Regions from separate parts of the Mus musculus genome. Here all the other regions are linked to region 2. The links are chromatin contacts, called in public promoter capture Hi-C maps. All regions are on one chromosome and are shown on one strand. The core of a region is the stretch at or near the end of the contact, and the rest is flanking DNA. Distances in the headings are between cores, read along the strand shown. Region 1 holds the start of Zrsr2 (zinc finger (CCCH type), RNA binding motif and serine/arginine rich 2). Region 2 holds the start of Tceanc (transcription elongation factor A (SII) N-terminal and central domain containing). Region 3 holds the start of Pir (pirin). Region 4 holds the start of Vegfd (vascular endothelial growth factor D). Region 5 holds the start of Asb11 (ankyrin repeat and SOCS box-containing 11). Region 6 holds the start of Msl3 (MSL complex subunit 3).

Evidence for each region. Promoter capture Hi-C pulls out the DNA fragments that hold promoters and counts their contacts.
Region 1: a contact with region 2 is called in a promoter capture Hi-C map of erythroid cells, with 2.1 times the contacts expected there. The contact joins the promoter of Zrsr2 here to the promoter of Tceanc in region 2. A contact is called at or near these places in 2 of 39 promoter capture datasets (erythroid cells and liver) and 1 of 115 datasets of contacts at active chromatin or transcription factors (astrocytes).
Region 3: a contact with region 2 is called in a promoter capture Hi-C map of liver, with 2.8 times the contacts expected there. The contact joins the promoter of Pir here to the promoter of Tceanc in region 2.
Region 4: a contact with region 2 is called in a promoter capture Hi-C map of hippocampal neurons, with 5 times the contacts expected there. The contact joins the promoter of Vegfd here to the promoter of Tceanc in region 2. A contact is called at or near these places in 1 of 39 promoter capture datasets (hippocampal neurons) and 1 of 115 datasets of contacts at active chromatin or transcription factors (embryonic stem cells).
Region 5: a contact with region 2 is called in a promoter capture Hi-C map of hippocampal neurons, with 5 times the contacts expected there. The contact joins the promoter of Asb11 here to the promoter of Tceanc in region 2. A contact is called at or near these places in 4 of 39 promoter capture datasets (the 3T3-L1 cell line, HPC-7-derived erythroid cells, cranial neural crest and 1 more).
Region 6: a contact with region 2 is called in a promoter capture Hi-C map of erythroid cells, with 40 times the contacts expected there. The contact joins the promoter of Msl3 here to the promoter of Tceanc in region 2. A contact is called at or near these places in 2 of 39 promoter capture datasets (erythroid cells and pre-B cells), 1 of 115 datasets of contacts at active chromatin or transcription factors (astrocytes) and 2 of 9 other capture datasets (adipose tissue and liver).

What each region holds. Positions count from the first base shown.
Region 1 is chrX:163,955,731-163,960,047 of GRCm38.p6, reverse strand. Zrsr2 (zinc finger (CCCH type), RNA binding motif and serine/arginine rich 2) reads left to right here and starts at 1,382. Exons shown (of 11, transcript NM_009453.3): 1 at 1,382-1,774; 2 at 2,053-2,132; 3 at 3,495-3,576. The coding sequence starts at 1,722. Gm38561 (a long non-coding RNA gene) reads right to left here and starts at 1,307. Exons shown (of 4, transcript XR_878297.3): 1 at 1,203-1,307.
Region 2 is chrX:166,507,660-166,512,118 of GRCm38.p6, reverse strand. Tceanc (transcription elongation factor A (SII) N-terminal and central domain containing) reads left to right here and starts at 1,641. Exons shown (of 5, transcript NM_001007577.2): 1 at 1,641-1,826; 2 at 3,113-3,213; 3 at 4,373-4,410.
Region 3 is chrX:164,266,509-164,271,238 of GRCm38.p6, reverse strand. Pir (pirin) reads right to left here and starts at 1,808. Exons shown (of 10, transcript NM_027153.3): 1 at 1,562-1,808.
Region 4 is chrX:164,371,626-164,376,200 of GRCm38.p6, reverse strand. Vegfd (vascular endothelial growth factor D) reads right to left here and starts at 2,679. Exons shown (of 7, transcript NM_010216.2): 1 at 2,282-2,679. The coding sequence starts at 2,371. It overlaps Pir (pirin), which reads right to left. Exons shown (of 10, transcript NM_027153.3): 10 at 3,188-3,748. The coding sequence ends at 3,636.
Region 5 is chrX:164,434,590-164,438,748 of GRCm38.p6, reverse strand. Asb11 (ankyrin repeat and SOCS box-containing 11) reads right to left here and starts at 1,755. Exons shown (of 7, transcript NM_001313737.1): 1 at 1,524-1,755. The coding sequence starts at 1,704.
Region 6 is chrX:168,670,754-168,675,269 of GRCm38.p6, reverse strand. It overlaps Msl3 (MSL complex subunit 3), which reads left to right and starts at 1,398. Exons shown (of 13, transcript NM_001370791.1): 1 at 1,398-1,542; 2 at 2,925-3,007; 3 at 3,380-3,475; 4 at 4,027-4,127. The coding sequence starts at 1,441.

The sequences.
Region 1 (4,317 bases), core at 133-2,632, 2.6 Mb after region 2:
CTTGCCCACTTGTTGTTTTTATATTTATTTATTTAATGTGGGAATGCATGCCAAAGAGGACAATGTGTGGGAGTCTGTTCTCTCCTGCTATATAGGTCCTTGGGGATCGAGTTTAGATCCTCAGCATCTTTACCTGCTTAATCATCTGCCAGCCCTATTTTTATTTTCCTCTCTAGTTCCACATCACACCTCACCTAGATGATTGTGATACAGTATTACCTTTTTCTTGTCTTTCTTATTTATTTTATTTTTGTTTGTTTTTCGAGACAGGGTTTCTCTGTATATCCCTGGCTGTCCTGGAACTCACTCTGTAGACAAGGCTAGTCTCGAACTCAGAAATCCACCTGCCTCTGCCTCCCAAGTGCTGGAATTAAAGGCCTGAGCCACCAATTCTTTTTTAATGGAAGTGTCAGGTAGCTCAAGTTGGCCTTGAACTCTCTAAATAGCCAAGGTTGACCTTGAACCCCTGATCCTCTTGCCTTAGTTTCTTAAGTTCTAAGAGTATTGGATTAGGTGTGAACTACCTTGTCCTGCTAATTTAATCCTTTACATTGCAACGTAAAATTTCCCCATTAAAAAAAAACACTCCTGGAGACTGCTATAGTTGTCCAGCTCAACCTCCGCAGCAGCAGCCTGGGGGTCTGCGTTCCCCAGAGGCAGGGAGTAGAAGGAGACTCCTCAACAAACACAGGGAACCAAGATCCTAGAGGCAGGCTGCAAAAGCCAGCCGAGGATTAAGAAGAGGGACATTTTCTCGTTGCATATGTAAATGTTTTTAAAGATTTATTTTATGTATGTCCATTGCGTGTTTGCAGCACAGGATCCCCTGAAACTGGAGTTACAGATGGTTGTGAACTGTCTGGTGGGTGCTGGGAACCAAACTTGTATCTTATGAAATAGTAGTAAAGCTCTCATTACAGTTACAGCTGAGCTCTCTTCTCCAGCCCTCCTCCCCTTTGCACAAAGGCATGGGGTAGCAGCAGCCAATCTCTAGATACCCTTGCCTTGCACTTTTGTTCCAGTAACAAAATTCCCTGCTTCCCAGCACATTCCAGTCAGTTTCACCTCCAGACGCTTTCGGCTTGTTTTTTTTTTCCTCTTTCTCCAAGCACAACTCCAGAGCCAGCCGAACAGATCCCGTTCCCCTGCACTTAACTCCGGTCCCTCTCTGCTTCTCAGGATTAAGAACAAGGGTCACAAACCTGATTCCTTTGGAACCAGAGCCAGCAGGTTTTGCAAAGAGGAAGCGGATTCTTAAACTTCGTCTGGGGCGCTCATGGGTGGAGCCGCGGAGAGAGGCGGGACCTAGAGGCGTCGCCTTGGAATTTAGATGGGAGGGGGCGGAGCTAGGCCTTAACGCCTTGAATTCTGGGCAAGGGGCGGTGCTAAGGCCCCCGCGAGGCCCCGAGGAGCTGGGGCACGAGTTTCCGGGGGTGGAAGATCTCCGGGGGGCGGCTTCGGTGAGGAGACATTTTCTCAGCCCGCGATGCCTGGCTGACTGGCCGAGGGAGGAAAACTCAGGTCTGCCGCGGTGGCTGCGGCGGCCTCTTTGAGGGTCTGTTTTCTCAGGCCGCGGCGCCTGGCTGACCAGCTGCGGGAAGAAAGCCGTCTCCTTCCGTCTTGGGCAGGTACCGGTTGGTGGCCGCGCGGAGTGGGCGACCGAGGACCTGGGTGGCTGCTTCCGCTGAGACCTTGCCGTGGGAGAACACAGCGACAGCAGTATGGAAACGGCGGGGGCTACGGCGGACGCTACGGCGGGGCCGCAGAAACTGAGGTATAGGAAATGACGAGGCGAGGCGACTGGGGCGGGGACGACTATCTCCGGGGCTGTCCCGGGCCGCCCGAGGAGATGGGGGGCGGGGCGCAGGGGGGGAGCGGAAGGAGGGGCGGGGGACGGACGGGGCGACCGGCGCGGGCTAGCCTGCCTTCTTCCTTTGCCTCCGAGCGCTGTCCTAGGCTGGCCCCTGGCCTGAGGGTGCAGAGCCGGGTGTGCGGATGCTCACTCTGTGTGTGCGCGTGCGCGCGCGCGCGCGCGTTTTTTCAATCTTCCAGCCGTAAGAAGTACTTGGCCCTCCGGAAGAAGGAGAGACGTAAGAGGCGACGGCAGGCGCTCGCTCGGCTCAGAGAGGCAGGTAGTTGTTGCTCTGGATGTGGAATTGCTCCCTCTCTTCCTGCTCCGCCCTCCCACGCGGCCTCAGACAGGCTAGGCTGCCCTTACATCCGCCACGTAAATGAGGACGACTCTTAAACTTCTGATCCTCCTGCCTCTGCCTTCGAAGTGTCGGGGTGACAGAGTTTCGGCGACCATGGCACTTTGCAAGTTGATCGGTTCGTGCGTGCTAGGCAAACCACTCTGCCAAGTGAGCTACACCCCCAGCCCATGCAGCTGCTTCCCTCGATTTCCTGCCCAGCTCATCTCTGCAGCTAGCCACCACACCACTTAAAAATGGCCCGCACGTGACAGAACCCGATATTCTAAGTGGTAGAGCTATACATTTAGTAGATTCATAAAATTAGATGTTTATAAGATGACCAAGCACTTACAAATGCAGGCAAGAGGGTTGAGCTCCCACAGCAGTGCTAGGTTAAGGTGATGGCCAGCCTTACCACCGGAGACTGTGGAACAGTACTTGAGAACTAGTTCAGGAGAGGCAGGCTCCAACATCAAGGATGAAAACAAAAAGGAACAGTAAGCTGTTGTGTTACTGATGACAAAACCCTCCTGCTTTAAGTCTGAAGCTAATCTGCTACAATTTCCTAAGCTCATGTCAGTTATCCCCTCCCACTTGTCTCAACTGGCATTCTTTTTTTCCCCCTTCAAATTTAAACTTTGAATAGAAGGTATAAACTTTTCTTCCATTAAAACTATTTTGCCAGATTTTTATTTATTTATTTTTGAAAAGTCTTCCAGTGTACACAGAGTTGAAAAAAAATAGAACACTTAAATATTCATGAGTACTTCTATAACTTTGTAAAATCATTAAATATTTGCAGGCTCTCTTTCCCTCTCTTCCCCCTCTCCTTTTCTTGTTTGATTCTGAACTCGTTGTACAGCCATGCCATGAGTATCATGATGGAAGCATTGATTAAAAAGAAGTGCGGTTAGAGGAATGCTTAAGAACGCCCGCTTAGCCAGCACTCTGGTGCTATACGCCTTTACCCCAGCACTCAGGAGAGAGGGGCAGGGGGACCAGAGTCAGAGTTCAAGGCCCAGCACACATGTGGAAGCTTATAACTACTATTCTTTTTAAGATTTTTTTTTTGAGGTAGGATCTATATAGCCTTGGCTGGAATTTACTGTGTAGACCAAGCTGGCCTGAACTCAGAGATCCATTTGCTTCTGCCTTCTGAGTGCTGGGATTAAAAGCTTTCCCACTATGCCTTAAGTTTAGGTTTTTACCATAATTATAAAGGTTAAATATTTATCTTTTTTGCATGAATAACTGACCAAGGATTGTGAGACTTTACTTAATAAAGTATTTGAATTTCTACAGAATTGGCACAGAAAGAGGAGGAAGAAGATCCTCTTGCTGAAGAAAAACGACTAGAAGAAGAAAGGTTGTTAGAGGAAGAGAGGTCAGTACTAACTGAAACACTTAAACTCATTTTATTGTAATATCAGCTGTCTACCAACTAGTAGCGGCTTTTCATATAAAATCTTGTAAAAAAATGGGTTTTGGAAAATAACCTCTTACAAACTAAATCCCTAGCTGACAGGCTAAAGTTAGGTGTCTTTTTTTTTCCTCTCTTTCTTTTTTTGTGTGACAAATCCAGACTAGTCTCCAACTCAGGATCTTACTGCCTTAGCCTACCAAATGCTGGAATTACTGGCATGTGCCACTGTACCTATTTTGTTGTTTTGGTTTTTTTTTTGTTTGTTTTTTGTTTTGGTTTTTGAGACAGGGTTTCTCTGTATAGCCCTGGCTGTCCTGGAACTTACTTTGTAGACCAGGCTGCTCTTGAACTCAGAAATCTGCCTCCCGAGTGCTAGGATTAAAGGCGTGCACCACCACGCCCGGCTGTTTTGTTTTGTTTTGTTTTTTTAGTGGAAGTATTTTTTATTTCTTATTGATAAATATATGTGTGTGTGTATGTATGTATGTATAGTAAATATACATATAAAGTGTTGACATAAAGGCCTAATTCTATTGACAGTATAACGTAAGCTATATGGATGTAGCATAATTGTTTATTCATAGTTTTTAGTCTTCTATAGTTCACCAGAGTGGGGACAGTATGGTGATGAGAGCTGTTCTGCTGTGGCAGCAGGAACAATCTAGAAGTAACTGCTCCAGGTTGTCTGTAGTCAGGGAGCAG
Region 2 (4,459 bases), core at 392-2,891:
ACAGTCCATAATTGAAGGAACTCAGGGCAGGAACTGGAAGCAGGAACCATGGAGGAATGCTACTTACTGCCTTGCTCCCAAGTACACATCAACTACCCTTTTGTATACAGCCCAGGCCTAAGTACTAAGGATAATATGGCCTTCCCACAGAGGGCTGAGCCCGCCTACATTAATTAGAAATAGAGAAAAATGCCACACAGATGTGTACAATTTTTCAATTGAGACTCCTTCTTTCCAGGTGTGTCAAGTTGACAAGCAAGACCTTGCAGTTTTGTAAATCAATTATTTCCGAGAACTTCAACACCAAATGGTGTTACTTTCAGAGTGATAAACCATAGCAAAAAACAAAAAAAAAAAAAAACAAAAAAAAACCAAAAACTTCTAGACTGGGCCTAGTGATACACACCCATAGTATCAGCACTTGGAGAGCAAGAAGATTATCCTAGTTTGAGGACAGCCTGGACTACATAGTTGTAGACCAGGCTAGACTACAGTGTGAGAATCTTGTGTTTAAACCAAACCAAACCCAAACCAAGATTGCTTTGTAATCATACCCTAATACTAACCGTTCAAAACAGAAAAATAATCAGGCATCCCTTATCCTGATCAGTGTGAGTTCCTTGTCCTCCCTCTGCTGAGGTAAAATCTCTTACATTCATGACCAGATCACCCTGCTGTATCCCTGCTATGAACAGATCCAGTACACAACACTGAGGGGTTGCTTCCTTAAATCTTTTCCTGAATTGTTTTGGCATTGGAGGTCAAAGGAGTCTGCCACATTTTCTAGTTCAATTATCACTGTGGTTTTAATCCTTGAAGGCAGACCATGTTCACACATACACTCAGGTTTCTTGTAACTAATTACTGAATGGTTACTACTTCCTTTCATTCTTGTGATGCATGTTATATGCTTGTTGGACTAATTACTGTTAGGCATGACAGTAATTATGGCTTGCCTTTTTGCTGCCTGGTTTGTTAGTTGAGAGAGTCTTACTATGTAACCCTAGCTGGTCAGAAACTTATGGACCTTCTCCCATCTCTGCCTCTGGAGCGCTAGTATTATATGCCACCAGGTTTAGCCATTTTTATATTGATTTAAAAAAAAAAACCCAACCATTTATTATTACAGACCATCACTGTTAGCCATTTATATTTTATTTGATTGTTCTTATGGAGGGTTTTACATTTGTTTATTTTTATTTATTTAGGAAGGCGAGTACCGGGTCCAGCCTGTTTAGTTTTGCCCCAGGCTGTCCTCGAACTCGGGATCCTCCGGTCTCTGTACTTTAGTCTTCAGCCTTTGCCTACTGGGGTCCATCACCACAGCCAGCCTGTTTTTATTTTTGTCCCATCTGTTTTACTGGTTTGACGGAAACTAAAAAGAGTAAGCGCATCAACAAACGTTGCCACTGAAACGCAGCAGCCGGGTTAGTTTCACTTCGGGCCTTAGCTCCTCTCTCAAGGGACCACTCTGCGAGGCCCGCGGCCGCTCTGCGCAGGCGCCAAGTCCAAAGCACCTTAGCGTCCAATCCCACGCCCACGTTGGCTCGCCGGAACCTTAGGACTGGTGCAGGCTCTGTCGTCCGGCCCCAAGAAACGGAAGTTCCCTCCAGGAGGAGGCGGCACCGCCCACTGGAGGGCGGCGCCTGCGCTTCTGGGCGGGCGGTGCTGCGGCCGCTAGGGCAGTGACCGAGCATCTCCGATGGCGGCGTTCCGCCATTTCCGTTACCTCGGCCCCCGCGGAAGGGCTAACTCCCGGGTCCAGTGGAAGGCAATCCCGGCTCGCAGGGGCGCTCTGGTGCTCCCCGTGCCCAGGCTGCTCGAAGGTTGATTTCCTCCTCCCTTTAGGTGCTGTCATTGGAGCGGGCCGGAAGGCGCGCCGCCATGGCTGTACGGCCTCAGGGCCGTCCCCCGGGGTGGATTTCTGCAGGCTTTGTTTAGTAGTCAACCCCACCCACAGGAATCTCTCTGGGCGGGCCGGTTCCTCTCCCTGTCCCTTCCCCCGGGATCCTAACGTGGCTGCCTAAAAACAACGCCCCGCCAGCGTCTCGTGTCCTAGCCCCCCAGCCCCCCATGGCCCGTCCATTCCCTTCTGAGCCAGGGCCTTGAAGCTTGACCGATAAGTTTAGCCTGGAGCTAGAAAATTTCTCTTTTTTTCCCCTCCTGGATGTTGAGAGAGATTTAAAGACTGCTGGTCTGTTCCCTAAGCCTCTGGAAAATTTCACAGTAACTTTCCTGTGCTTTTTCTTCACGTTTGGACGATTTTAGTGCAGATGTGTGTATGCCCTTCCTATAATTGCATATTCCCAGGCGTCTGCATGCATTCAGGCAACACATGGTAGGGCCGACTCTTGCTGTCACTATAAAAGGTTTTGTATGTGCACACACATTGTACACACACACACATATACATACTCATACACACACTGGTAAATGGTAAAATGTACACTCATATATGAACTACAACTGCCATGAAATGTGTCTGATCTGGATTGGAGTGTGTTCGAGTGTAAAGCACAGCAGACTTTTGTTTTTGAGAATTAACACAAAAAGGAATTAAAATACCCTTTTATCAGATTTTGAAAGGACAGTATTGGGGCGAAGCTTAGGTGTAGCTCAGTAGTAGAGCACATACTTTAATCTGCCTAAGGCCCTGGGTATGAACTCTGCCACTGCATTTTAAAGGAAAAATATTTTAGCTAAGTAAAACTAGAATTAATTCCAACAAATTTTAACATACTATCACACATTTAAAAAATATCTTTGTGGCTTGAAATCTTTATATGAGATAGCATTGCTCTACAAAGGGTGCTTTCAAACAGTACCCTGTGGCCAAACACAGACTGCCCACATTCTCTTTTGAAATACAGTCTCTTGTAGCCCTGGCTGGCCTCTTTCTGACCACACTGGCTTTATGAGGTGTGCATAGAGGGGGGTGGGCTTGAGGAGGGTGCAAACTCAGTGCCCTGTGCATGTTAGGTAAGTGCTCCACGAACTGAGCCTCATCTTCAGACCCCCTCCCTCAACACACACACTTTAAAAAATAATTTGTGCTAATCAACTTAGATGTCTTCCTTAATTACTGTCCTCCCCCCTCCCTTTTTTGAGACAGGGTCTGACACTGAACCTGAAGCTCACCAGTTCAGCTAGACTGCCTGGCCAGTGAACTCCAAAGACTGACCTGTCTCTCCCTTCCCGTTGCTGGAATTACAGGTGTGCACCATAAGCCTGGCTTTTTATGTAGATGCTGGGGATCAAGACTCAGGTCCTCATTGCACAGCAAGCAGTTTACCACCTGAGCCATCTTCCCAGTTCCAGCCTGCCTTATTAGGTTTAATTGTATATAGATGTGTGGGTATATGCATGTGAGTGCCAGTCCTACAGGAGGCCAAAGGCATCAGGTTTTCCTAAAGCTGGGTTATAAGCACTTGTGAACTACCCAGTATAGGGTGGGAACTAAAGGGGATGTAGGGGAAGGAGGCAGGAGGGAGGATAGCCCAAGCCCGGCCAGCGTTCCTCCTATGCTCTGGGCAGGCAGACGCCGTAAGGCTGCCAGAAGCTTTCCACTCAGCCCGGGTGGGCATTTAAGCCACTGACCCCACTTGACAGGGGGTGGGGTGGGGTGGACAAGGGGCAGCCCCTGAAACCAGGGCCCCCAGGACAACACCCTGTTGCCCCGGCGTTATGGGAGCAAGGGCTGAAGGAAGAGAGGTAAGGGCTGAAGGAAGAGAGGTTCCCACACAGGTGAGAGTAAGTGTAGGGGGCCTTGATGAGCAGAGACAGTCTATGGTTTTAGAGCTTTATTGTAGAAAGGCAGGGGGAAAGAGAAAAGAAAGGCTAGAGAATAAGAGTAAGAGAGTGAGAGGAGAGGAGAGAAGAGTAAGGGGAGTAAGAGGAAGAGAGCGAGGTGGAGCCAAACAGCTCCTCTTATGGTTTGCTGTAATCTTTACTATTGCTAGGTAACTGGGAGGAGTTTAGCCTGAAGGTCAGAAGCTTGGGACATTGTCTACATGACTACTAGCCATGCTTCTCCTGTGGGGGTTGAGGGGAAAGTAACTTCGACAGGAGCCAGGGTCCAGGAGACACGAGGGAACGCCTTCCATCCCATGTAGGTGGGAATTACCACCACTGGGTCCCGGGGTTCAACATCTAGCCTCAACTGGAAACCAGGCTGTCTGTGCATAGCCCAGTGCCCCACAGTGTAGGTGCTGGAAACTGAACCTGGCTCCTCTAAGATAGCAGTACACAACTGCTTAACCATCACTCCAGCCCCATTCAGTATTTGCTATCTGTTTGTTCTGCTGCAAAAGTAATAGAGTTAAATAGTCCCTGCACCAGAAGTCTAAAGTATTTCCTATCTGTCCTTTTACAGAAAGTATTTGCTGGCCTCCTGTCCTGGAAAAATAGCTGGTATGTAGATATTAAATCTTTTTTAATGTTTTTTTTTTTAAGACAAAGT
Region 3 (4,730 bases), core at 559-3,058, 2.2 Mb after region 2:
CTCACACCGTGCACACACCCTTCAATGGCTACCCCACGACATGCGGTGGAAGATGGAAGTGGGAGCTCTTTTGGTGATACTGGAAGCAAATGGAAAACACTAGGGGTATGTGACTCTCACCAGAATATGATGATGCTGGCATGGAAGGAAATCTGCAAGGGCCACTGAATTCAAATACTCATCTATCTCTAAAGTCCGTGGCCATTTTTAAAAATTCATCTCTTAATAATATTAAGCATGTTTACAATGCGGGTTTTTTTAATCATAGCAACCCTTTGTTCCCCTTCCAACTCCTTTCAGACCCCTGCTCCACATCTCACTCCCAATGTAATCTTGTATTTTCCATAGCCTACTGAGACTAAGTGATGCCCATTCTTATACGAATGGGTGTTGGGTCATCTACTGAAGCATGGGCATCCTAATAGGGGTCAGTTCCTTAAAGAGAACTGACACTTCCTACCCCAGCAGCCTCCAACTGCCCAAGTTCCTCAGTTAGGGGTGGTACTTCGTGGAACCTTCTCCCATCTGTGTTGGTATTCTTACTGGCTGACTTAATTTTATGTAGATCTTGTGCAGGTAATTTTTTAGGCAAGAAATCTTTGAACTTCTTAATAAAGTCCTCTAAAGCACAGACAAACCATTTATGAAGTACCCCAGGCAATGGAACCGATGATTCAGGAACAACACATATACTACATTTATTATTCAAAAGTGTTCCATTATTGATTGAAGTCTAAGTCCTAACCAAGGAAATATCACACAACAAATACAATCACCCCCCCCCACACACACACACACACACACTTCTAACTTCAGGTGTTTGCAGACAAGTAATTCCAAGCCCCAGATCTGATCACCATATGAACTCTAACCAATCCTTCAAAGATTCCTTAAACTAAGAGAAGCACTTTAATAACAGGCAGATTCTGGAACTGGACACCTCAGATTTACATCTCAGTTTTGCCACATTCCAGGCTGCTTTCATTTGGGATGCTGTGTGTCTCAGCTTTTCCATCTATACAATGGGATTAAGAAGCGTCTGCCTCAAAGGATGTAAATAGGGCTGTAAGAAAGTGAGCTGCTGTTCTTTATAGGGACTCAACATAGAAGCACCCTTCAGTTTGTGAAGGCAGATCCTAAAACGGATCCTCTCTAGCAGGCAAACAACATGCATCTATTGGGCCATGAAATGTGGGAGACAGAAATGAACTTCTGAGTCCAGCCCCGTAATCATCCACACATAAGCGACTAGTAAGTAGTTTTGCCTCCACCTAATTTTTCTGGCTTCTTCCAGACTCCCACATTTAGGCCCTATACACAGGAACAAGGATAAAGCAGTTAACTAATTGCAGTGTGTTGCCAAGAGAAAAACCAAGCTATCATCTCAAATCGTGGTGGCTATTTAAGCATTTCCCTCCCTCAGCTCCCCTCCGAGCCCCAGTAGTGAGCTGGGAAAGACAGCATCATGAAAACTGGTCGGAGCATTCCTCCCACCCCCAACACACACACACACACATACACACACCACTCTCACGAGGGCTGAGTTCCCCAGGCCACTCACTGGGCAGTAGCGCAGGCCCAGGAGGGAGGCCACAGTCGGAGGTGCCTAGACTCCACAGCGGCAGGGACACAGCAAAGGGAGGACAGGTTTGCGGAGCGCCAGCCGTCAGTCAGCGTGACTCAGCGCTTTGTTGCGGGCCTCCAGAAGGCGGGAGTCTCTAGGTCTCAGGGGCCTTGGACCGGGGGACACACCCTTTATTTACCCTGGGTTTGGATTCTCTGACTCCGCCCCATGGCTCTCTGGATCTGCCTTTTGAAAGTCGGTCCAAAGAGTGATGCGCACCCCGGCCTCTTGGGGGCGCGCTGCCCGCCTCCCAGGAATGTATGGGACACTCAAGTGCTCTGCAGCCCCTTAGAATCTCTTGGAAAACCTGTCCTCACTCAAGTCATCTTGTCACCCAACGCTTCGTATGAGCAAGAATGTTTTCTAACCACTTGTCCCGTTTGGGGGAGTGACTCAGCCTCTCTATGCATTATCCCCAGTGAAATGAGCGTGGTAAAGCTGACAGGACCAAGACTGTAAGGCTGTAATGAGAATGAAATGAGCATGTCTCCGCATAGGTACTACACAGTTATCTCTCATAAATAAATACGCTTCTTGCTGTTTGCCAATGAGAATGGGGCAGAGGCAGAGCAGATGTAAGAACCAAAGAATCTCTGTTCCTGCTGAAAGAGAAGGCACACTCTAATAGGGAATCATAGAAGGGCTTGAGTTTTGTTGGGCTTCAAGAGCAGGCCTTAGAGAGTTAGCCTCAGGAGGTGAGGGTTTGTCCACAGCCAGGAAGCAATCTAGTTTTCCTAGGACTTTTAATCAGAAGACAGGCTACCATACGCAATGTTCTTTAGATACCCGGAAGTTCATTGTCTTTTCTTGGAAAAAGAGTGAAAGTGATGCCTCTTTAAAAAAAACAAAACAAAAACAAAACTACGAGCCTGGGAAACTGAAAAGGAATAAACAGTAAATGTCTTTTTACTTTCCAGCTCTGTGGGTCTTCCGTGGAGACTGCTCCCATTTGCTTTTGTAGCCAGAAACAGCCAGAGACAACGCCTGCTGAGTGTGGTGGCTGTGTTTTAATAAAAATTTGATTTTGGATAATGAAATTAGAATTCATAAGATTATGTTTTGAATTCGTACAATTCTCAGCTGTCATGAAAGTCTTCTTTTGACTTTATATTTCAGCTGGTTTTTGGGGGGCATGGTTCCCCATATCCCCGGCTGGTCTTACCTCCCTAGAGAGCCTAGGATAACCTTGAACTTCTGACTTTCCTTCCCACAGTTCCCAAGTGTTAGGGTTACAGTGAAGCATTCACCAGCGTGCCCAGTTTTACATGGTGCTGGAGACTGAACCCGGGGCTTTGTGTATTCTAGGCAAGCAATCTACCAACTGAGCTAGATCCCCAAGCTCTTCAACCTCAAGATGTGAAAAGGCATTCTTACCTTTCAGACTACAGATTTCTGCTGTAGAAGAATGGGGAAGTGGAAGAACAAAGACTTTTCCTTGGTGCTCAATTGGGCAGAACACACTAAAAATGGGAACAGTAGAGAGGAAAATATCATGGCCTTTGTACAAGGATGACATGCAAATTCATAAAGTTGCACTCTCCCCTCCCTGCCTCAATTCATGGCCACACTTGGGTGTATATAGTCTTTTCTTGAAATGGCTATCTGTCTTCCTTAATGCCGATACCCAAATCTATATTAAAACGCATTCACAATAAATTCTGTTTTTTAACTCTTTTCCCTGAGCTTTTCATATCAGTGGGGTTCAAACTGACTCTGCCTACCTTCAGCAATTCAAGACTAACAGATTATGCATGCAAACTTCAAACTGCTGTGGACTAATAAGGTATTGGTACTTCCCATCTGTAATTATTTCTGAAATAGTTTCCACATAAAACAGAAGTATGAACACCCTGGCTGGCACATTACAGACCATATAAATAAACTGTCTTGTATTTCCTCAACCAGTCCAACGTTCAACCAGGTGCTGGGGCTTGGACTGCAAGCTTTGCCTTCACACTCTTTCAACACAAAAGCCTGTGGATTCAGAGAGTTCAGCGCATCCAAACCTTCCCATTTTGAAGGCCTCTATCCATCTTCCCCAATCACCACCCACTCCTCCTGCCTTCAGATTCAGCACTGGCCAAACCATTTTTCAAGTGGCAGGCAAATAGAAAGCAAATGCCTGGAGCCCTCAGTGGCTTCTCACTGGCTTGGGAGAAAGTTCTTTGATGTCTTTGAACGTTCTCAGCCCCAGCCACTTGTGTGGCGGTGCGGAGGGATGAACACACATACACACCTGTCTCTTGTTAATTTCCTGTGCCTGTCTAGAACTTGCCTTACTTCACTTTCACTTCACTTTTTGGCTCTTGCTTTCTATGTCATGCTCTCTGGACAACCTGTGCTAATTGTTTCCTCAAGTCTAGGAGGACATTTGACCTGAAAATCACCTATATATTGTTTTCTAAGGCCATTGTTTATTGATTTTTTGGAAGATCCCCTTTTCCTACAATGGGCTGAACAGTAGCTTCTACCTCACAAGTTCGTTCTGAAATATGACTCCGACACTCCACTAAAATATGCTGGTTACTCCTTTTGCTCTTGGGTCTAGGTAGAGCTTGTGGCTGCCATGACCAAGTCAATGTGCCATTTCTGAGGGAATCTCTGAAATGACCTGGCAGGTGCCACACCCTGCTTCATGGAAACCAGCTGCTCTTTAACACAAACCACCTTGAAAATGGATCAGCCCCAGCTGTACCAGTCAAAGCCACATGGATACAACCTGAACACCCAACACTGTTCCTTCCAACTTCCTGATCCACAAAATTCTAAGCAAAGTCCAGTGTCTTTAAGCTTTTAGTTTATTTTTAAAAATAGGAAACAGAATAACAGTTTTCATGTCATAGGAGAAAAGAGGTAGATCTTCAAAATATTCCAGGTTAGTGACTAACTTTGCAGAAAGTACCTATGTCCATTTAATTGATTGCCAAGACAACCAACCAGCCATTAATCGAAACATACCATCATTACACTGGGATCTAGATGATAATGGTTACATCCTCCCACTGGCCATAGCAGATGCCTCCAAAGTGCAGATGTGCCGGTGAAAAGGCTCCTCTGTTACAAATAGCATTTAATGATAAAAGAACTTCAAAAAGAATGGCAATGT
Region 4 (4,575 bases), core at 1,430-3,929, 2.1 Mb after region 2:
ACAAAAGTACTCGGATACTATACAAAGCCTTTAATCCCAGCACTTGGGAGGCAGTGGCAGGCAGATTTCTGAGTTCGAGGCCAGCCTGGTCTACAGAGTGAGTTCCAGGTCAGCCAGGGCTATACAGAGAAACCCTGTCTCGAAAAACCAAAACCAAAACCAAAACCAAAACCAAAACCAAACCAACCAACCAAACAAACAAACAAAACCTTAATTTTCTCCAACTTTTAAAATAAAATGGAATATTTGCTGAATGAATTTAGCATAGAAAATGTCAACCCATCACAATTATATTTATACATATTGGTAGATAAGTTCCTGACTTCCCACATCAGAGGATTAATTTTATTTTTACCAAAATGGGCAGAATAGCATTTTGTATGTTACAGATCATTCTTTTCTAGTCCTTTCCAAACATTCCTGTGTCACTTAAAAATGTTAGTAGAGGTTGCTTCTTTGGAAATTGAGGCCTTTTTATTTTCCTTTGAAAGTATGGCATCTGAAGAACACAGTATCGTGAGTCGGGTGGAAAGGGAGGCAGAAGCCATTTTCCTCCTAGATGAGAAGCATTCTGTGTGATTGCTGTATAATAAATTGATTTTTACACTTAAAAAAGGTGTGTGGGGAGAAGAGAATATATAAATCAAAATTATGTATTTTATTATGCTTCACCACCCAGTAATGTGTGTCCCCAAACTTTAATTACAGGCAGCACTTCATATAAGAAACAATCTAATTTAGCTGGGGGCCCGGTAGCTGTAAACTCACTAGATGTAGCTTCCCTCTTTTTCAAGGGAAAATATAAGGACATGTAAGAGAAACATTGAAAGGCATGTTAGTAAACACATGTTGCACATTTGCCATCTGTTAGGGCATGTTTTCTGTCACATAAAAATCCAGTCGCTCTTTCTCACTGCCCCATTCAAGAAATTTAAGTAGAAACAGTAAACTTAAAACTTCACTATATCCAGGACACAGAGAGGATTCTGGTAGCTGTGTCTATAAAAGAGTAAAAATTCTGAAGAGGGATGACTTCACTGGGGCATAGGGTTGAAGGCTGGTAGTAAGTGAACTGTCGAACAGTATTATGTACTATGCTGGGTTAGAAAGTCTTCGATGTAGCAGCCTGACTCTTTCAAGCTTTGTGAGTCCAAAATGCACATGGCAGAAAGGACACTTCTCAGCTCTACCTGACTGCCACCAGCCTTGATATTGGACCTCCATGTCAGGCTGCAGGGGAAAGGAAATCCACTTTTGAGTATAGTTGACAGGGTGAAAACTGTAAATGGAGCAGTTAGTCTTGACCTATGAAACCTGGATGCAGAGTTACTACCTGTTTATGGACTCTATGCATATGATGGTTCCCATGTCAAAGAGTTCACATCGTCATGAACTAATTTTCCCCTCTGGGGGGCGATATGCTCCCCCGTATGGAAAATTCAAGCCATAAAACTCAAGCCCACATCTGATTTCTATCTGCTCATAGCCAGAGATTTCTAAATCAGTCATGATTTAGTAGCACTCCAGTCAAAACAATTGCATCCGGGTCCTTTTCAAAAATAAAAAGGCTTGAAAGATACAAAATATGAAACGAAAATGTTATTCTAGCAGTCAGTAATCCCATTGTTCATCCTTTTTGCATGGTTCTCAATGTCTTGGGCTGTCCTTGATGCCTGCTCATAGAACCAAAGATCTGCTGACTACTTTATCTTAGACACATTTCTCTAAAGCAGAAACAGGAAAACAAAAACAAACCCCAAGAAAACTTGTCTTTCCTGAATGGTAGCAATTGGTAATTGGTAATAAGCAAAACCAGACAGAAAACATCCACACACACACACACACACACACACACACACACACACAAAAACCACTGTGATTTTCAATTTACAGAAGAAATTACTCAACCTGGCTGCTCACAAAAACCTACAAACCAAGGGCCCACAAAATTGTGTGTGTCACAGAGGCAAATCACAGCTTCAACAGAAAACCACTGTGCCATCTGCAAGCACAACTGGGAGCAAACTGGTTCCGTGTCAAAGATTTCCAGAATGCTCATGTTCTGTCCCCATTCCAAACACACACACACACACACACACACACACACACACACACACACACTTTCAAACATTCATGGTAAGAAACTTATTAAGCCCCCAAAGTAAAGCATTAATACACACAGGCTAAGAATAGGCAGGGCTTTTAGACTGCTTCAAAACCAGCGAGGGCAAAGGACTTTTTCTGTGAAAGCCAATAAAGAGAAATATTCAAGCTCACCTACCTTCACTGGTCCATGTTCGCTCCTGAAGCCCTGCACCAAGTACACATGGAACATCATGAGGATATTCCCCATTCCCCATTCTCCATACATTTTGAATATTTTAAATGTCTACCGATGACTAAGCAGTTGTTTCCAGGCAGCTACTGAAAAGTGTTGCAAAAGGCATTCTCCAGAAGCAAAGTTTGAAGCCCCAAACTTTACATGGAAAAAAACAATCACATGATCAGTTGTAATTAAAATCCAATGAAATGACTTGAGTAAGTCAAGGGACTCCCTCACTGCCTCACACACAATCTTAGTATGGGAGAAAGCAATGAAAAATATTTCAAAGTTTCCCGCTGCAAAAATAATCAGGAGGTGGTCATATCTTCCACTTGAAACTAGAAATCACTCTACAGACATTTCTTATCCAGAAAGTTGAAGATAAAAAAAAAAACCCCACCCTACGCTCAAGGTTCTAGCTGCTTTATAAGGAGGTGGTATGACCACAAACACTTGCAGTTACAGCAGGCTAAAACCCAACTATGGATTCAAACTTTTTCACAACCTTCAAGAGAGCTTGCAGGAGCATATGTCTTAAATCTGACAGAGTTTGGCAGAAAACGCTGGGAAGTCTTGGCTGGAATCCTGCTGTGTTCCTAGCAAGAGCAGGGCAGTTTTAAAAGCTGACTCACATGGGCAGGACTGCTGTGTTTTTTTTTTTAAGCACGTTGCCTGTAACATGAAACCCAGAACACAGTTCTGATGGCCAGGATGGCAGATGGGCTTCAGTAGAGGGACTTTAGATGCTCAGATATCTGCTGTCAGCAGCACAGAAAGCAGCAGCAACAAAAAACATGCTTCAAGAAACCCCAAAGGGCAGAGAATAAAAAGGCATCTATCTACTCCCATATAAAAAAGCACATGTAAATAGCAATTAATTTTTATAGGTGCTTAATAATTTCTACCAAATGAAGAACATTGATTTTTTAAAAGCAACAAGTAAAATTATTTGCATGTATCAGGAAATATTTTACATATGTTACTGCCATTTTTTTATTGTTTGTAGTTTTCCTTTTTAAATTAAACATATTCTTTGACAATTTCAAACATGAATATAATGCATTCTGAAGATTCATTACAAAAAAACATCTTTTTAATGTGGAATTCTATTTTTTATTTTTCCATTTTCAAGACAGATGGGCTTGGAAATCGGAGATACCCAATGTCTCTGACTCCTAGAGTGCTGGGATTAAAGGACTCTGCATCACTAAGCCCAGCTTAATGTGGCTTCAGAAGCACCAGCTAAACTAGCCTTGGAAATTTAATATACCGAATGGCCAGTCCATCCAAGTGGCAGCGTCTCAGCTCTTCATTAGTTTCCAATCTTTGACTTCCAGGTTCTGGCCCCCTCAAAACCATTTTTTGCATTTCTGAAATCAAGAATGGCCTGAGAAATTTCCTCATTGGTATTCATCACAAATGGACCTAGGGCAGAAAGAGACATTCACAAAGTTCTGGGTGATGACATGTTCCTCTATCACTATAATTGTTATGTATTCCTATAGCTCCTCAGTTAAAACAAAATCTAGGCATAGCTGGGCATCAATAGCCCATTTTCACACTGTTCAGTCATACGGAACTAGTTAGCATTTGTGTTTTGTGGCTAGGACTATATACAATTATATGTTATCATTCAGACCAGACTTAGATAAACAGGATTGAGTCTCACTGTCTACTGAAGGTTCCTCACAAGCAATGACAATCCCTTTTTCCAGCACATTCTGTAGTTGTTATTTTGTAGATCCTGAACTTATGGCAGGAATTGAACCAACTTGATATTATAAAACCAGCTAGATTGTAGCAGAGTTTTGGTATCTGGCTAAGCAGTGGACGGGGCTCTGCCTTTCTGGGATGTGTCTCAATCTATTTTGAAAACTAACAGAATTTTCCTTACAACAAAGAGAAGTATTAATCACTTCCAAACAACTTGCACATTTGCATTTTTTGGTAGTTCTCCAGAAGATACCTTCATGTGCCCTATAGGAACCATAGAGTAGGTCAAGTTTTTAAGTTTGGCTAGTTTCTCCTTCCTGTCACGAGTCACTATCATACTCTTGCAAGTAAAGGGACTTTCGTCTTTCTTTAACTTTTTTTAATGTTTCTATTGTTTTATCTTTCATTCCCATCATAATTTATCTTCCCACCCCCCCACCATTCCAAAAGATATGTTATACTAGTGTGATCATCCTCTTGCCAGGGATCACCAACACCATAGCTTTAATAAATTTTATTAATATATTTCAAGGCAAGAA
Region 5 (4,159 bases), core at 506-3,005, 2.1 Mb after region 2:
CTCATACATGTGAGAGGTATGAGAACACACATATATATAGGCAAACATATATACATACATATATACATATATATTAAACAAATAAACAAGGTTTATATGCACCAGTCTCACCACCAGCTGTCCATCTGTGTTTAACAGTTTCTGAAAATGGACACAGTTCAGGAGCTTGAACAAAATGTCTAGGCTAGAGGGTGAATGAATCTCTTAAGGGGGTTTGAAGTTTGGCTCCAGATTCAAATCCAAAGCAAGATTACCCAGGTTCTGAGTACTCAGCATCCAGGCTTCAGTAAGGACATACATGAAGACAGGAGTCACGTACAGGAACAACTACAGAAAACCTTTTACAGTCCATCAGCACTGTCCCTATTAAATTTTACCTAATTGAAAGCACAAGGATCATGATCTAACAGAACATCAAATGTTAGGAAGCCCCCATCCAAACTGATGTCAAAATTACCTTTCTAGATCATGCTTCATTTGAAACTTAAAAAAAAAAAGGCATTAATGTCTTTCCACCAAAATTACATACCTCCCTGAAATGTGTGACATATATAATCCCCAAAAGAAATCTCTTTCCATGGTCCAGGCCTTCTGACACCTTCTTCACCAGCTAGTTGAAGCATTTTCTGTTGCCTCGTGTTTAGAGTTCTTGTTTCTCAATGTGAGATCACTAATGTCTCGTGTTTTTCCGAGTTGTCTAGTGCATTGAAATCAGGAAGCAGGTCTATTTTGAAAGAGAATCCTGGATGCAAATTGAAACAGATACCAACTAAAGCATGATTCAATCCAGGAACCCCTGTGAACACTAAAAATACATGGAGCAACTTTGAACAATTTTAGAATCCTCCTCCTCCTCAATGCTGTCTGCTTCCTCCATGAAGGGGCAATTCTAGCATAAAGGGATGTAGACTGCCCTCTACAAAGTATGGGACTTTAAGATGTTTTATGTTTTACCAAAATCTTAGCAGTTTCATATTGTGATGCTAACCTTCATTTTTTACTGCTGTCTGTGGTGCCACTGATGTATAAATGGGTCTAGTGACTTTTTTTTCCTGTAATAAACGGCCAATCAATTCCATTCGCAAAAGACATCACAATATACATACATACAGCATGGCACAGTGCTTCTCAATCAAATTAATTGGTCATGGAATTCCCCAAGGAAATTCAGTCTTATTACAATGTTCTTTCTTGTTAGATGGACTGAAAATATCAAAGAGAAGTAATGCTCTATGAGGGCTCTGGGTTAGTAGGAAGTCTCTCAGGATAGCCTTTAAAACCCACTATTCTGTTTACCTCTTAAATAATTGTGACTAGAGCCACCCACTTCCAAGGAAATAAATTCGAAGATCCTTCACAACTTGGTGCAGTCGACATATTTGCTACTTTAAGTGAAAGGCACATTTTAAAACTACGCATTCAGCACACAAGTACAAGGAAAGCTTACCTTCTAGAAACACTATTCACTATGCATTTTAAAGGAATTTGTGAAGGTGCTGGGAAGAAATTCAAATCTTTTTTACCTGACAGTCCACCATAGATCTCCTCTGCTATCCTAGCTGCCTCTTTTCTGTTTCCTTTGACGATATAGAAATGGGTTAGGAGAGCCAAGAAAACTTTAATTAAAAGCTTGAAGAAAAAAAACGTTGCAAACATTGTAAGAAAAATGTTTTTAAAGCCATAGAAAGCAGGAGCATCTTCCATTTTGGCTTCTTCTCGGCACAGGTTCCTACGGCTGCAAATTTTTACTGAGTTAGAATTAGCATCATATGACATCTATTTTAAACCTCCTAGCACACAGTGCTCCTGTTACCACGAACTCTGTCTAATCTAACTCTGACGTGGTGACTGGGTGTGTTGACATTTATGACAATGTTTAACAACTTCCTTCTACTAAGAAACACTCGGTGCCGGTCTGGAGAGAAGTGGACGTGACTTCAAGTACATGGCAGCTAAACTGCAACTCTAGTTTCAGGGGATCCAATACTCTCTTCTGGCCTCTGTAGGTACCAGGCATGCATATAGTACACATATATACATGGAGTCAAAATACCCATACACATAAGTAATAATTTTTTAAATACTATTTATCACCTACATTGGATTGCAATAAAACCTATCAGATGTATGCATAGAGGACTCAAACAAGAAAACATTAAGGAATTCTTAGCCTATTCTCATTTCCTTTTTCCTTCTAAACCCTCATTTTGGGTACTGTACAGGGTTGGGAAAGTAAAGGGAACTTCTACATTGCTACAGTCGCAAAGATATTTCTTTGTATTCATGCAAAAAAGTGGTAATATTCTGTGTCAATCATAGAAAATACTGTTCCTGGTGGTATTTTGTTTGCTTTTCATGTGGAGGTTTACAAAGGATCAAGGCCAAATTTAATCTATGACTGGTCAAAAACAAACAAACAAACAAAAAACCCATTTAAGCTAATATTGAGGACAAGGACTACCTTGCATGACTCTCCCAATGAAAGTTTGAATGTGACTGAAGTGCTGAGGTGATGCTGGTGACAGGTCCTCAGGTGACATCTGGGACAAGGCCCCTCAGCATTCGTTTCCTGTTTGAGGCTTCAGTGAAGATGGCAGCTCCTTCTGGAGGATGTGCCCTATTCGTGACAAGGGACTTGTGCTAACAGCATGGACTACCAATCCTAGCTTGCAGGGAAGGTTAGCAGAGCCCATGAATCCGTCTCTTCCTTAGCTGGGCAGTGTCCTCTTATCAGCCGGCCAATACAAGTAAAACTGATTTGTTCTCAGTCTCCCTCACTAACAAGTTTTGTCTTTCATTCTTGTTTGTATGTAGCTTCTCCACATATGTAAAATCTGCTGCAAGTCCAAGTGTATTAGTCAGGGGTCTCTAGAGGAACAGACTTACAGAATAAATCTCTCCATATATTAAAAAGAGGATTTATTAAAATGCCTTACAGGCTGTGGTCCAGTTAGCCCAACAATGCTGATCTACCAGTGGAAGGTGCAAGAACTGAGTAGTTGTTCAGTCCCTGAGATTGGTTATCTTGGCTGGTCTTCAATATTTTCCAGAATTCTGAAGACAGGCTCTAATGACAGCAAAGGAATGGACTTGCTAGGAAGAGCAAGAACAAGCAAGCAAATAACAAGCTTCCTTCCTTCCTTCCTTCCTTTCCTTTATATAGGCTGCCCGCGGGAGGCACGGCCCAGATTAAAGGTGAACCCATCCTTCCATCTTAAAGATCTGGATTAGAAGTGGGTTTACTCACTTCAAATTATTTAATGAGGAAAAAAAAATCCCTCATAGGTGTGCCCAGCCATGTGGGTTTCAGTTCATTTCAGATATAGTTGCGCTGACAACCCATAAAAGCTCATCAACAAGCTATTGCCAAGGTGGGAAGGGCTCGGAAGGATGAACACTTCCCTGAGGAACTCTTGGCAGTCAATGGTTGTTGGGGAAAGGATGGCACTTTGTTCGGTGCTGTAGACACAGGAATGGAGAAAGACTTGGCAAGAAGGCTTTCCGTGGGAAAAGAGGGGAACAAGAGGGGCTGGAAACTAACTAAAATTCATTAGATATATGTATGAAACAGTCGAATATAAACATATTTAAAAAAATCCCTCTGAATTCTATCTGTCAAAGAGTCCATGATATAATAAGACATTCTACTTTTTTTTTTTTTTTTTTTTTTTTTTTGGTTTTTCGAGACAGGGTTTCTCTGTTTAGCCCTGGCTGTCCTGGAACTCACTCTGTAGACCAGGCTGGCCTCCAACTCAGAAATCCACCTGCCTTTGCCTCCCGAGTGTTGGGATTAAAGGTGTGTGCTACCACGCCCGGCTTAAGACATTCTACTCTTATTTAAGTGGACGCTTGTGGAATAAGACCAGATGTGGTCAGCCTCTATACGTCCATGCAGACAAGTATGCATTCACACCTCCCACCCCTACAATCCAGCCATAGGATAGTCTTCTCACTAGGAGACGACTGAGGGGTGGCTCAGATCACTGGCTACCCCTGCAGAGGGCCTGGCTTCAGTTCCCAGCACCCACATGGTGGATCCTAACCATCTTTAATTCCAGTTCCAGGTCAAACACCTTCTCTTCTGGACTCCCCAGACACCATGTAGGCAAGTGTTGCACAGACTTACATGAAGGCAAACAACTCATACATACAGAATGTT
Region 6 (4,516 bases), core at 149-2,648, 2.2 Mb before region 2:
CAGTTATATCCAGTTGGCCATTGAGTTTTATGGATTTGATTTCATAAATCTGTGATCATTCATCCATTAAATATTTATTGTGTGCTGTGAGTATACAATGACACACTGGATTAGACACCCCCAACCCCCAGGTTCAAGCAGTTTACCCTCTTAGTGGGGCCATCTTGCAAATGAACAACCCATTCTCCAGCAGAGCAAGAAAATGGTAATAAAAGGGTAAGTCGAGTTCTGGGAGGGAATACTGGACAGATACATGGTTGGTTCCTCTAGGCTCCTGCGGGACCTTTCTCTTGGAAGTGCCCAAGTGGAGGTGTGAGAGATTTGGACCTTGTACCAGGTGAAGGGAGGTGGGGGTGGGGAGACGCAAATTTCTGGAAGCAAGAACAGAGTGAGTGGCTGTGGGAAATCTGACAGTTCACTAAAAACCTCCCAGCCCATCTGCTCAACTTTCCAGCCAGGTCTTGATCTAGTAATCACACTGCCTAGTGGCTTTGCACTCAAGAAGAAACAGGCCAGCACTGCCCTCTCTGTCACTGAAGCTCTGCCCTTCAAGTCTCCTGTCTTCTGGTCGGTCATTCAGGGAGTATTTATGAACGCCCGATCTTTGCAGGCACTCTGTTAACAGCAGTCTCAATGGTGCTTCCACTCTTCAGGAGGTTTTGAGCCACTAAAGATAGACCATGGGGGAGCAATTCAGGAGTGCTGCAAGCTGACACGTAAGGTGTTAACGACCCTTTCAGGACCCATAAGCTTTGCTGTCCGCTGCTCACTGGGGCCTCCAGGCCCTACCTGCTGGTCCTCTCGGAAGGATGACCCAGTGTTCTATTAACTGCCCGGAATGTCTCCTCCCCTCGCTCAAGGCCACTGCCCTTCTCCGGCCAGCTCCAACACCGCGTCCTTCTCGCGTGGCCACACTCATCTGCGCGCAGCTCCGCCGAGGGGGCTGACGCGCGCGCGCGCGGCCAGGCAGCTCCTGGGGGCAGACGCCATCCAGCCTCCTCGGCGCCTGGTGACTACCCTAGAGCAATCCTCTCCCTAAGAGATCCCCACACTCCGGCCAGAGAGCGCACGCCCGGGGTGACAGCTCGGCACACACGTGGGCGCAGCCTGGAAACCGCGGGAATCCTAACCCATGGGGACCAGAGGGAACGGTCTGCTGGAAGACCTCGGTCGAGGGATCTTGCTCCCCGTCCGCACCCCTCTCTGAGCCCCAGAGGGGACGGGCGGGGACAAGCCCTGGCGGGGCCGCGCGCTTCCATCGCCACTGCCAAGGTCCTCGCAGTGGCGCGGGGTGGCCGGAGGAGGGGCCGAGGGCGGGGCGGTCGTAGCCTCCACCACTCCCGGGCCCCCCCGGTGGCGGAGCGCCGCCTCCCCGGCCGTCCTCCCCCACCGCGCGCACTCTGCCCGCCCCGGAGCCTCGCCCTCCGCCACGATGAGCAAATGAGCGCGAGCGAGGGCATGAAATTTCAATTCCACTCTGGGGAGAAAGTGCTGTGCTTCGAGCCTGACCCTACCAAGGCGCGAGTGCTGTACGATGCCAAGGTGCCGCCGCGGGGGGAACAGGGAGGAGATGCGGGACTGGGTTCGAGGGATGGGAGGCAAAGGGGCCAGCGGAGGACAAGTGGCCTGGAGTCCTGGACAGCCACCAGGGCGCGCCTTGGCCTGCGTGGAGCGGCCCGGGACTACAGGGGACGCTGGCGAGACGTGCTGGGCGCGCGACTTCCCTAACTAGAAAGGACCCGTGATGCTTCCGCTTCCGGCCGTGTCGCGTCGCTTACGCGCGGTTGCTAGGCCAGGGTGGCGGTTTGAGCGCTGGGCGCCAATCCCGGCGACCGGTGTAGGAGGACTGTCGCCTGAGGCCTCTGCTTTTGTAACGAATCTGTCCTTGTCCCACGCGGCTTCTCGCCACATGGGCTCAGTAGAGGACACCTTGACCAGTTTCCCCACCCACATCTTCAACCTGGTCCTCAATTATTCCCAGCTGTCAGTCCCGAACCCTGGTCAAATTTAGGATTGTAGTCCTGCTGGGGGGGAAGGGAGGGGCTCAAGGTTGCTCTGTTGCTTTCTAAAGGATTGGTGGGAGGCGAACAGAGCTAGGAAAGAATCGCATCTCGCCTGTATCCAGCTTGGTCAGCCCAGGCTGAGCTATATCTTGCGGTTGTCAGTTTTTAAGTGGAGGACTGGGCACCTAAGTGCTCCAGAGCCCAAAGAAGGTAAAAATTCAGCGCGCTGGGGGTCGGGGCGAGCATCGGTGTTTCCAGCCACCAAGGTGAAGTCCTTGGTGGCAGAGACAACTCGGAGCAGCACCAGGTGTGTTTTTAGCCATGTTTCAGCAGTGCTGTCCAGTGGAACACCCCAAGGTCTGTGCTGGATTATGTATCTTTGGTTCTTCCTGAAACCCTTAACTCTGTTTACCTCCTATTGCTATCCCTCCAGCTTGCTCTATCGCTAGGAGATGGAAGGATATACGTTTCATTTGTACCAGCTATCACCTTAGGGAATGCATGGCTATTAAGGGGAGGGGAAGGGTTGTGGAAGTCTCTGGCTAGCTAGGCAAGACACTGGACAAGGCAAGGCCCAGGTGACTACAACTCCCAGAGGTCTCAGGGCTGTTCTCTCTAGTCTGGGCCCTTCGCTAATGACAAATCTACCGACCAATGACTTCAGAAGTTTCACCCGGTCTCAAACTCAAGAGACCAATCCTGGGTTGGTTGGACGGATGTTTCCTATTTTGAGGCAACCACTCGGGCAGAAGAGGAAAAAAAATGTTGAAGAATGTTACGACCCAGCTCTCGATCTAAAGGGGGGAGGGATGAGTACTTTCTTATTTCTTTAAGAAGGGACTGTGATCTAGTTCTTTTTACCAAACTTATAGTAATTTTCGGTTTGCTGTGCCACGCGTGAGTAGTATTTCCTGGTTTCAGATCATCGATGTTATTATCGGGAAAGACGAAAAGGGCAGAAAGATTCCAGAATATCTGATACATTTTAATGGTTGGAACAGAAGGTCAGTGAACTTGTTACAGTTAGACTTAATCGCCTTTGTAGCAAGATAATTTTGTAACTTTAAGTTTTAGAAACACTTGTAGAAAAGTTTAATTTCCTGCTTCTGCTTTGTTTGGAAAGCTTGCCTGGTCTGAGGCATGATTACTTTAAAGTCTGTTATGTTTGGATGATCTATGAGTAATCTCTAGAAATCTTGGTTGCTGTAGCTGAGTTCCCTTTGTGCTTTATTGGTAACCTCTTGGTGGTTTTGAAGTTTTTTTTTATAGCTTTCTAAAATGTCAGCAAGTCTGGGGCACTTCTTCATGATGCTTTTTAGCATCCGTTTCATTTGTTTCAAAATACTGACGTTTACATCCTCTTCTTTTTCAACCAGTTGGGATAGATGGGCAGCTGAAGAACATGTGCTACACGATACAGATGAAAACCGGAGATTACAGCGCAAATTGGCCAAAAAAGCAATAGCTCGCCTGTAAGTATACAAAAACTTTAATGGAAGTGCTATATTTAGTGTGGCTTTTTTTTTTCCTGGTTTGGATTTTTTTTTTTAATGATATAAAAGTAATATGACAGATTTCAGCAATCTTACATATTTAAAATAAACGAAGCATTTCTAAAGTACTCTAAAGAATCACAGACATTTTCAGAATAACTGTTTTCCACTTGGTAGTGGGGAATCACCATTATGGTTTGTTTTTTTGTTTTTGTTTTTGTTTTGTTTGTTTGTTTTTTTTGTTTTGTTTTGTTTTTTGCTTTGTTTTGTTTTGTTTTCGAGACAGGGTTTCTCTGTGTATCTCTGGCTGTCCTGGAACTCACTTTGTAGACCAGGCTGGCCTCAAATTCAGAAATCCACCTGCCTCTGCTTCCCGAGTGCTGGGATTAAAGGTGCCACCACCACCCGGTGACACCATTATGTTTTTAAAGTTTAATCTTCTACGTATTTAAGAATTATTGCTTATTATGTCCTCTGTGGATGCCAAGTCCCTGTTTGAAGTTTTATTTTGATTTGTTTGTCATTTTCAGGAGAGGTACAGGAAAAAAGAAGAGGCGCTGTAGGTTGCCTGGTGTCGACTCTGTCTTAAAAAGCGTGCCAGTTAAAGAAAAATCTAAAAATGACGAAAACTGTGAGTGTTTTGACTTTCCTTTTCCTCCATTGACTCCATCTTCATGTCATCCTCCCGTATCTTAGGACTGAGAGAAAGAGTCATTGCAATTCTAGACAGGGAAACAAACTCATCCCGTCCAGAGGCTCTCATTTAAGACTTTTATTGACTTTAGGATGGTATGAAAGTTTCTTCTTCCACTTTCAGTATACTCTGCAATAAAATACATGTGCTATGAGTACTCCCACAAGGTTAGCTTTGTTTCCATGAGTTTCCCCAATTGTCAGCTCCTCTAAGTGCTCTGGGGACATTGAACGCAGCCAGCTATGATAATTCAGTAAGCTAGGTGATGTTCATCGGTCTAGGTGTAACTCCATCCTAAGTGAAGGGGCAGATTCGTGATATGCACT